2 separate regions of the Hordeum vulgare genome follow, and region 2 is linked to region 1. Evidence: chromatin contacts called from public Hi-C data. All regions are on one chromosome and are shown on one strand. Each heading gives the region's core, a stretch centred on a gene start, on an enhancer-like site or on the middle of the called end of the contact. The rest is flanking DNA. Distances are from core to core; before and after follow the strand shown.

What was found. A called contact is a pair of places that touch in the nucleus more often than the background predicts.
Region 2: a contact with region 1 is called in a Hi-C map of leaf, with 6 times the contacts expected there. The contact joins two enhancer-like sites. A contact is called at or near these places in 2 of 6 Hi-C or Micro-C datasets (leaf and seedling).

What each region holds. Positions count from the first base shown.
Region 1 is chr6H:299,954,919-299,960,083 of MorexV3_pseudomolecules_assembly, reverse strand. LOC123401218 (putative elongation factor TypA-like SVR3, chloroplastic) reads right to left here. Exons shown (of 14, transcript XM_045094957.1): 14 at 4,454-4,834. The coding sequence ends at 4,695. Among protein-coding and RNA genes, the nearest start is that of LOC123401218, 39 kb to the right of the region's middle. Within about 2 kb of position 2,628, at least 2 of the 3 cell types and tissues checked have open chromatin away from gene starts, as enhancers often do. A contact at or near this core is called in leaf and seedling, where this site is marked.
Region 2 is chr6H:300,398,339-300,403,503 of MorexV3_pseudomolecules_assembly, reverse strand. No RefSeq gene overlaps it. Among protein-coding and RNA genes, the nearest start is that of LOC123406098, 260 kb to the right of the region's middle. Within about 2 kb of position 2,988, at least 3 of the 3 cell types and tissues checked have open chromatin away from gene starts, as enhancers often do. A contact at or near this core is called in leaf and seedling, where this site is marked.

The DNA.
Region 1 (5,165 bases), core at 1,379-3,878:
CCCCCCGGTGAACTCCCGGAACCCATTCGTCATTCCCGGTACATTCCCGGTAACTCTGAAAACCTTCAGGTAATCAAATGAGGTCGTCCTATATATCAATCTTCGTTTCCGGACTATTCCGGAAACCCTCGTGACGTCCGTGATCTCATCCGGGACTCCGAACAACATTCGGTAACCAACCATATAACTCAAATACGCATAAAACAACGTCGAACCTTAAGTGTGCAGACCCTGCGGGTTCGAGAACTATGTAGACATGACCCGAGAGACTCCTCGGTCAATATCCAATAGCGGGACCTGGATGCCCATATTGGATCCTACATATTCTACGAAGATCTTATCGTTTGAACCTCAATGCCAAGGATTCATATAATCCCGTATGTCATTCCCTTTGTCCTTCCGTATGTTACTTGCCCGAGATTCGATCGTTAGTATCCGCATACCTATTTCAATCTCGTTTACCGGCAAGTCTCTTTACTCGTTCCGTAATACAAGATCCCGCAACTTACACTAAGTCACATTGCTTGCAAGGCTTGTGTGTGATGTTGTATTACCGAGTGGGCCCCGAGATACCTCTCCGTCACACGGAGTGACAAATCCCAGTCTTGATCCATACTAACTCAACTAACACCTTCGGAGATACCTGTAGAGCATCTTTATAGTCACCCAGTTACGTTGCGACGTTTGATACACACAAAGCATTCCTCCGGTGTCAGTGAGTTATATGATCTCATGATCATAGGAATAAATACTTGACACGCAGAAAACAGTAGCAACAAAATGACACGATCAACATGCTACGTCTATTAGTTTGGGTCTAGTCCATCACATGATTCTCCTAATGATGTGATCCCGTTATCAAGTGACAACACTTGCCTATGGCCAGGAAACCTTGACCATCTTTGATCAACGAGCCAGTCAACTAGAGGCTTACTAGGGACAGTGTTTTGTCTATGTATCCACACAAGTATTGTGTTTCCAATCAATACAATTATAGCATGGATAATAAACGATTATCATGAACAAAGAAATATAATAATAACTAATTTATTATTGCCTCTAGGGCATATTTCCAACACATTGGACTTAAACTTGTCCCATGAGCACCGTTGCTACTACAAAGACTCCATGTGACTCCACCTGCAACTTGTAGTTCCTTCTTTTCCTGACCATAGTCAACGCTCGAACGAGATTAAGCTCCACATTACTCTAGTTGCGCTCCCAACTTCCAGAGTATCCAACACCATCACACACCGATCACTGACCTGCGTGAAAGTGAACAACTCATATTGGGTGTCGCACATAAGAGTTACCTGAAATCAACATCACCGCTCTTCCTTGACCGCCCGTCTGAAACTTGAAGGAATTTCACCATTGCTTGTAGTCACCCCGAGTCAAATTCGCAGTTGTCTCACCACATGTATGACCACCAGAGCCCTAGCCCGTCTCCATGTCCCGTGCGTACCGCACGCCTCGCCGCTACTATCGCGTCGAGCCTCCGCTGTCCCGGTCGAGTCTCAAGGGTCGCGAACCCACACCACGCAACCCCTAGTGCAGAGTACCACCGATCATCACCGACCGATGACGAGTATCACGTTTCCATCAGACCACCGAGCTCCAGTCCAAACCACGTGTCACTCGCTTTTCCGTGAGTGAAGTCCTCCAGACTCCATATCCACCTTCAACATGACTCCATGGTAGATGATCAATCCACCCATGCGCCCCGTCGACTTCAAGATCCGTGTGTACACCACCTTGAATCAACCCCGCGCCATAGTCTTGTTGAAGCCGCACAAGCCACCAGGCATGCACCACGTGTTTCCACGCCCAGAAGTCGGTCACCATCAGCATCATGCTCCTACGTCGCCGTCGCCAATCCCACCACCGTCTTCTGTACCAACCGACTTGCGTCGATCCGTCAGACTCTGGTCTGACACAGCCGATATCGTCCAACTGGATGACACACTCCAGGCTCGCAAATTATCTTCCACGAATTTCCATCCATCACATGATAATTCCATCTTAGCTGACATGACTTACTGCAACGCCTTCAAGCATCTTTGTCGCGCCAACAATCTTTCATCATTGTCTGTCATAACCCAAGGTTTTTAGTTTCGTCAAACTTCTTCACCTCAAACCTGGTACCCGTTGGCACCATGATTCTTTGTAGGACCGACCCTTTGAAAGAATTATATCCAAGCTTCAAATGATGCCCTGCAATCCATGTGCACATAGCAAAGCACAAACTTCCCTGGTACACTTCTCGTGTGCAAGCAGCAGAAACACCAGATCAAAGATTGATTGAATTTTGCTACTCACGAGAGCTCCTGTACTAGCACTTGATGCTTTGCCAAAAAAACCTTCTCGACTGTTGCTTCAATATTTTGCCTGCTAGGCACGGACCAATGCTAGCTTTGCTTTGCCCTGCTCTCCTTGATGGTTCGGTACCCATGCTGATTTTCTGTTCGCTCGATTCGATCTGACTGCCTCTGTCCGTGTCGCACCAGGACTCAGTCCTCCTTTTATCCAAAACAAATGTCGTCTACAGCTTCCACGGCTCTGTCCACCTTGCCCCTCGTCGCAACGCGCGTTCGGCCAGACTTGCCACGAACGAGCAGCTTTCCTGCATCAGCCAAACCCCGCCAGGGCCAGCCCACACAGCGCCACAGGCCGCTCGCTCGCTATGCATCGAGGACACCAACTGTACGAACGTTGCACCGCCGCCGCATCCGATCTCGGCGAAATCTCCTGGATGCTCAAGACCTGCAGGCTGCAGCCACCGCTTCTGATTGCCTTCCATCCTCTAAATCAACAGTCTGTCGCCTCTTCGTAACCTTGCTCATGATACCACTTGTTAGAATAAAACCGAGGCACTCCGTCAATCATCCGAGGACCAGGCAATCACACGAGCACGACACCAAGATTTATTAACGAGGTTCACCGATATGGCTACATTCCCGAGTCATGACTACGGGCGCTCCTCCCCGTGACACCGTCACAACACCGCACCCTGGGCGCCTTGGGTACCGACACACGCCGCCGGCTCCCCATGCACACCTGTGCTATTATGTTGGCATATGTTACATCGTGTGTCTACCCCCGCTATATATGAGGGGCCTAGGATATAAGTTGTCATGTTTGGACACGACTCCATATCCTATCTAAACACAATACAACTACAAGTCCAACTGTAACATACCTTGTACACAATATTCGACACAACTCTAACATGTGTGATGGCCGGGACTCCCATAGTCTAATATTTGATGATGATTGTTTGATCTTCGGGAGATCATCCTAGAACAGCTTGGGTTAGTGAAGATTGAAGAAAATACCATTTGCATCATGGCTCGATAAACACCATGCCCCACGGTGGGCGTCAACTGTCGTGGTAACGATTTCGACAATAGAAATGGGGTAGGATAAAGGAGCATGATCTATCGGGATGCAAATGGGTGACACGGTGGTTTAGCGAGTTCATGCCTCTCACGGTGGAGATAACAACCCTACGTCTCGTGCTCCGGAGAGGCTTAGTTTTATCTGTCATGGACATGAGTTACATGGTATAGAGAGAGCCAGAGCTCCAGAGAAAGAATGAGCCCGCAGGCGGAGAAGAAGCTGGTCCTAGCTATGTGGAGGAGGGTGGCTTATATAGAATGCGCCACCCCCTCACCTCTTATGTTACAAGATGAGGCATTATGTCATAATGTCAGCCCACTACAGAACCTCCTCTATGCTTCGACTGCCTTGCCGACTGTTGGTATTTGCATACCCGAGTGAGTCATACGGTCGAGTGGTTGACTGTCATCCGAGTGGATGGAATGTACTTGTTTGAATGGATCCGTATCGAGTGGATTAGATGTTGTCGCGATCCAGTAGGAATTTCCCTTGTAATCCTTAAACTAATAATGAGGTGCCTTCGGATAGGACGTATAGGTCAGGTCTATGACCCTACTCTAGGGCTATATCTCCGTCACAGGTCGGACGCGCCCACTGTGGACCGAAGTAACGCGGGTTGGCCTTGCGTGCTCAGCCCACCCGTGCGCCGGTCGCCTTCCCGCCAGGTGGGGTCTTGTGGTCAAGGCCTGACATATGTTGCACACTGTAAGTGCAGAGAATATATTCTGACGCTTATTTAACCCGATAGGTCACACCCGTCCTAAAAGATCCAACGCGCGAGCTTGCCACCACACGCTTAGGGTCAGTTTTTTTATGGCTTTTTTAAGCTTCTAGAATAAACCAAAATATTTTTTTTAGAAGCCTACTAGTCAAGCCTTAAATAATAGACTTTAAAAAAATTGTAACAGCTGGAATATTTTTTTAGAAGCCTATTAATCAAGTTTTAGAATAAGCCAGCAAAAGAACTGGCCCCTAGACAAGCGTACGTGCAGACGCGTAGTATAGGTATCAGTAACAGCTGTACTGCAAGAATGTAGAGCAACTAGTCCGTGAGTTACGGATATGTAACATCTGAGTTTGATTACTATAACGGCTTCATTGCAAAATTTTGAGTATAATCCTAATCTCAACAGTGTAGGCCACCAAAAATAGCTTGCTGACTGACTCATGGTATCTCTCGTCATATACTGGTCACTATCAAACAAGCCGAAGCAACAGCCAGGTTTTCTATCGGAAACCCATGGTTGCAGAATGAAATGATCCAATAGCGTATATTGGTTATCCTTCCAGGAGGCCTAGTTCTTGTTGTTCTTCTTCGAAATTTTTGGGTTCTTGGACATGCGGATGCTCTCAGGTGTAACCTCGACTAGCTCATCTTCTTGAATATACTCTATGCAGTCATCCAGACTGTAGCTTAAAGGTTCATCAAGAACCACTGCAAAAAAGAGAATAAATTATTTGAATTAACCACACTTGATAAAAATAAGGTTTCAGTTAAGGTGAATCTAAGTGTATAAGGACATATCGCTGCAATAGGGTATTGGCCCACTTATCACTTTTCCGAAAGCATAATCAAGTTTTAAGTATGCCCGAGGACATGTCAACATTTTCAATATACTAAGGCCCCGATTGGTTCAGCGGATTGGGGCCAAATGCCCCGGTGTTTTATGGAGCCGAAAGAAAAAACAACCCGTCCCAAAAACAGTGCTTGGCATGTCATTTATGTTTTATTTTGCGCCTGTTTTGTTTCCGTTACGCCCGGAAAG
Region 2 (5,165 bases), core at 1,739-4,238, 440 kb before region 1:
TAGGAAGGCGGTACTAAGCTCCTCGAGCGGTACTACCGCTGACCAAGGGCGGTACTACCGCCAGCACAGCGGTACTACCGCTAGGGCCAGCGGTACTACCGCTGAGATACCTTTTGCTTAGATGAGATAAAAACAGAGGCGGGAGCCACTCCAAAGTTGCAGGTAAGGGGAAAGGAGATAAAGTGTGTGCGTGCAAAATTGTTTCCACCCAAACCTTTCCACTACGGGTCCCCTCTTAATAGTACGACGTTCCTATGACTCAAAGAAGGAGAATCGTAGAGTACACCGTGCTTCTATTCCATGGAAAGAGGGGGCGAGTCGTCTTGTGTCGTTGACATGTGTTATCTAAAATCTTAACACACACGATTAGTCCTTTGTGTTACTGTCATCAATCACCAAAATTACTTAGGCATAAACTATGCCCTAACAGTCCTACAGGTAGTCAGCTCTGTTGCCAACTTGCGACGCCTCGCCTTAATCGTGAACTGATCATACACGCAATGCATATGATCAAGATAAGAGACTCACAGGTAGATATCACAAAACAACTGTAGACACAAATTCAAATATAAAGTTTTATATTACAAGCGGGGCCACAAAGGCTCGTATACATAAGTCAGCGGAAGCAACAACATGTGAGTATAGACATAATTAAACAAGTTTGCCTTATGAAGGCTGAGCAAAACAACGACATCTAGATCAAAAAGGTACATGCCTCCTCCATGGAGCCTCCTGTCTACTCCTCGGTGTCGGTGGCCTCCATGTAGTAGTAGGCTCCGTTAGAGTAGTAGTAGTCATAGGCGGGATCAACTAGCTCCTAGGCTCCGTCAACTGGTCGCAACAATTGTATTAAAGGGAAAGATGTGAGCAAAACAACTGTGAGTACTCATCAAAAGTATTCATAATACTTACATTATATCTATGTTAAATATGCATCAGTATCAAAGAGAAGGGGATATATCTTGGACTATACTGCATAATTGCCAGAATATAAGGGAAGGCCTTGCCTATCGAAGATTAGCTTTGTCAGAGGCCTAATTGATTTCTTGCTTTAACTACATTGGCTTTCATGTCATCATGTTTAAATTCTAAATGAATTTGAAATGGGGATGACCAAACCATAACACCCAATAAAAATTGAAATTAGGTTGAACCTAAAATATTTTACCGAGCCAAATTGATATACATAAATGTCCATGATTTGAGGTGATGTACATTTTTCCTTGCTATTTTGGATTTTCATTTAACTCATATATGTATTTGAGTTTGGGTTTCAAAATACTATAAATATTTGGAAGCTCCAAATATTCTGAAACTTGATGAGTGACAGTGAATATATTTCAAGAGGGCACGTAATTTTTTCAGTAGTTTATGAATAATTTGATTTAGCAACCAAATTCAAACATATTTTCAAAATATTTACCTAATAATAAAGAGGCTATCGCTTCCGTCGGAAAACCCACCGAGGTGATTTTACAAAAAAGCCCTTACTGTTTATGACATTAAACTCGTAGTATATATTAAATATTTTTTTAAAACTCATATCTTTTAAACCGTAACTCCAAATTTAACATATTATACATGGAATTTGATTAGAAAAATATGTAGAATTTAAATATGATATTATTTTATTTGTTAAACGTTTAATAAAAATACTATTTAGGGTGCAATCTTAATGAATAAGTCATTATTCGTCTTTCTTTCATACTGATACTCATCCGGGTTGGGAATGAACACGTCAACAAAATCAGGATTAGAGATGAAACTGAAGGTCACTTGACTGATTCTTTGTACGTATTAAATCTACATGCAAGCCGTGTTAAAATAGAAGACTTGTGAAATTTTGAACTGCATTTTTGTATGATAAGACCATCTTTATTTGTATCGTAACTATAAATTCTCAAATTATAGACATTTTTTTATAAATTAAGAGCGTGTGCTGTGTGGTATTTCTTTCTCCCGTTGCAACGCATGCCCCCTTTTGCTATAGAAAATAAAACACAATTAGGAAAAGGGCGAAAGACTACGTGGATTACCTAGTGGCCCAGCCCACGAGGGGCGAACCGGTCTTTATCCACCCCCGGCCAGTAGACAAGCGTGTGTCGACACGTGCACACCCAGCCGGGACCTCCTATGCGCCGCTCGTTGCGGCAACTGCCGAGCGGACGCACAGACTCGGCCGGCCCAAGATAGCCACGAGTAGCTAATGTGGAGACCAGAGAAAAAGTTAGCGACCACCAGCTGAAAAATCTGAAACATTTCAGTAAGAATATCATAATACTTTTAAAAAAAAATCAGAACATTTTTTCAAAATTTGGAACATTTTTTAAATTTCAGAACATTTTTTCAAATCCGGAACATTTTTTTGAATTCTGAAACATTTTTTAAAATTCCTCAACATTTTTTAAATTCTCAAACATTTTTTAAAATTCTGGAACATTTTTCAAATTCCGAAACATTTTTTCAAATTCCGGAACATTTTTTAAAATTTTGGAACATTTTTTTTGAAAATTTAGAAACATTTTAATCAAAATATCATAACATTTTTTAAAATTTTGGAACATTTTTTGAAATTCCAAAACATTTTTTCATATCCGGATTTTTTTTCGAATTCTGGACCGTTTTTTTTAAATCCTGAACATTTTTCAAATTTCGGAACATTTATCAAATTCCGAAACATTTTTTCAAATTTCGGAACATTTTTAAAAATCCAGAACATTTTTAATCAGAAATAGAAAAAAAGAAACAAAAAATAAAGAAAAAGGAAAAACCGGTTCAGGAAATCATATAGAAAGTTTTCAAAACCGAAAAAATTGGGTGAAAATCTCTAAAAGGTTTCCAAAACCGGAGTTGTTGGCATGTAAATGGACCGGCCCATTACCAGGTGGGAGCCCGTGTGCGAAGCCTCGACATTTAGACGTAGAGTGCGGCGAATAGGGATTTCCCACCCAGCCCTCTGCTTCGTCTTTCACGGTGGCATAACCCTCCCCGAGTCGACCACCTCATCTAGGAGATGAGAATGACTTCCTCTCACTTGCCCCCTCTCTCACTGCTCTCTCCCTCGCCTCCCCCTATCTATTATGTGCTCGCCCCAAAGCAGTCAGTGCACGCTGCCGTCGTCCCCGGGGCCATCGGAACCTCTTTGACATGTTGGCATGTCCAGAAGATTCGCAAAGCTAGGCTACGTGTTACAGATAGTGCCCACGAGCTAGGAAGCATTGCTTCGCCACCATCCCCACCATCTTCTTCCTCTGCTCCGATAGATCTTCGTCTTCGATTCTCCACCGCAAGAGCCTCCCCGAGCCACTGAGATGCCCTGCTGGCCCATTGGTGAGCAACCGAGTCAACACCTCTGTTTCCCTGACTGCGCATGCCATATAGCAAGCAACCCCACGAGCCCGAGCGCCGCTGGCCGCCATGACCGATGAATGCGAGCTTCTGTGCTCCCCTGGCTTGCAAAATGTTGCTCTAGTGCTCCTAGTGCCTCCAGGAGGTCGTCGAGCCGCTTCATTTGCTCGCCTGCGGACTGCATTCCATGTACCTGACAAGTCTGAGATGCAGCCGCCGCAAAATCCACCGCCATCTACTATTCCGGCGACCATTGGGTCCGTATCCTCCTCTAATCGATAGAGCTCGACCCAAGCTACTTGTAGCCGCAAACGGTGCTGCAAACCGACGCCTACAGCTTGATCCGAGCTCCTGTGGCGTCAGCTATTGTCACCAGCGACTAACCGCCGGCGCTTGTGATGTGGAAACATCATTAGCAGCTAATGTTGTCACTAATTAACCACCCTAGCCAATGACAGATGGGGCCCGCTGCTCATTTGTTTAGTTAGTGAGTTAATTAAACTTTGTTAATTATAAGTGTGTATGACACATGGGACCCACATGTCAGGTTTGATTGAACGATGTCAGTTGACTTGCGGACATCAATCTAACGTTATGGTGAGTTGGTGACACAATAATGCTTTCTGGAAATTTAAATAAATCGGAAAAGATTTATAAATTTCACAAACTGTATTAAACTTGTAAAATTCATTGTAAATAATATATAAGTCGGATGAAAATAGTTTATATATGAAAATTAATAAAAAAAATCCAAAGAATCCATCTGTATCATTATCATGCAAGTTCGAGCAAGTTAACATCACCAATTAGGACATTTCTTGATTAGGGAAATTCGTGAAATAACATTTGCAGTTGGAATTTGAACTAGGTTAAAATTCCACTTCAATTAACTTAGACAATTGTTGCATTAGATCAATTCAGCACCTTAACATGCCATATTGTACATCTTGTTTGTTGCATTGTATTGAATGTTGTTCCTTCTTTGTTTGTCGGGGTTGTTCCTTCTTGGTAGACGATGGTTCCGACGTTGTGATCGTTGACACTGATGAAGAGAAGTATTATCTTGAGAACTGTTAGGCAAACAACCACCCCTTGAGCATACCGATACAAACCCACTCCCTCACTCCCGCTCTCTTTTACTACATTATGACAATAATGATTCAACTATTACCTATTCCCGATAGTTGAACTATCCTTTGCATGACCTGTCTTTGCCACTGTGAATAGTTGAAACCACTTAGCATTAGTAGGAACTGCTTGAGCCTTGTTGTGCCTACTCATGCATGCTTGCTTACTGTGTGTGCTATTGTTAGAGCTGTGTCGGGTCTGATCCATCTCGGCGATGAAATGGAATGGTTCTAAACATGTCCTGCTACGTGAGAGCTAAGTGTGTGAATCCGAATCGGTAAAGGTAGCGATGATAGGTCATGTAGGAGTACATGGCGGGTTGTCTCATTGAGACCGTCCTTAAGAACTGGGTTTTGTGTATGCTATCCAATACAAGATACTACCACACATTGGGATCCTTGGGTGGGCTCTTGGCTTATTAATCGCCTTGATCTCTGTCCAGGAGTTGCAACTAGTTTCTGGTGTTTGTAGGAAAAGTGACGGCGACAGTGTTTAGCGTTTCTCAATGTGGTGGGCTTTAGTACCGTATATGTACAGTGGCACGGTGTACCAAGTGGCACCCGAATGGTGGGCTTCTGGAACCCTGCACACATCATTTGAGGCTGTAGACGAAACTTCGGCCAGATTTCCTTGCAGGTTCAGTCTCAAATAGGCAATAAACTTGGACTAGGGTCTTGTGTAGTTAACGG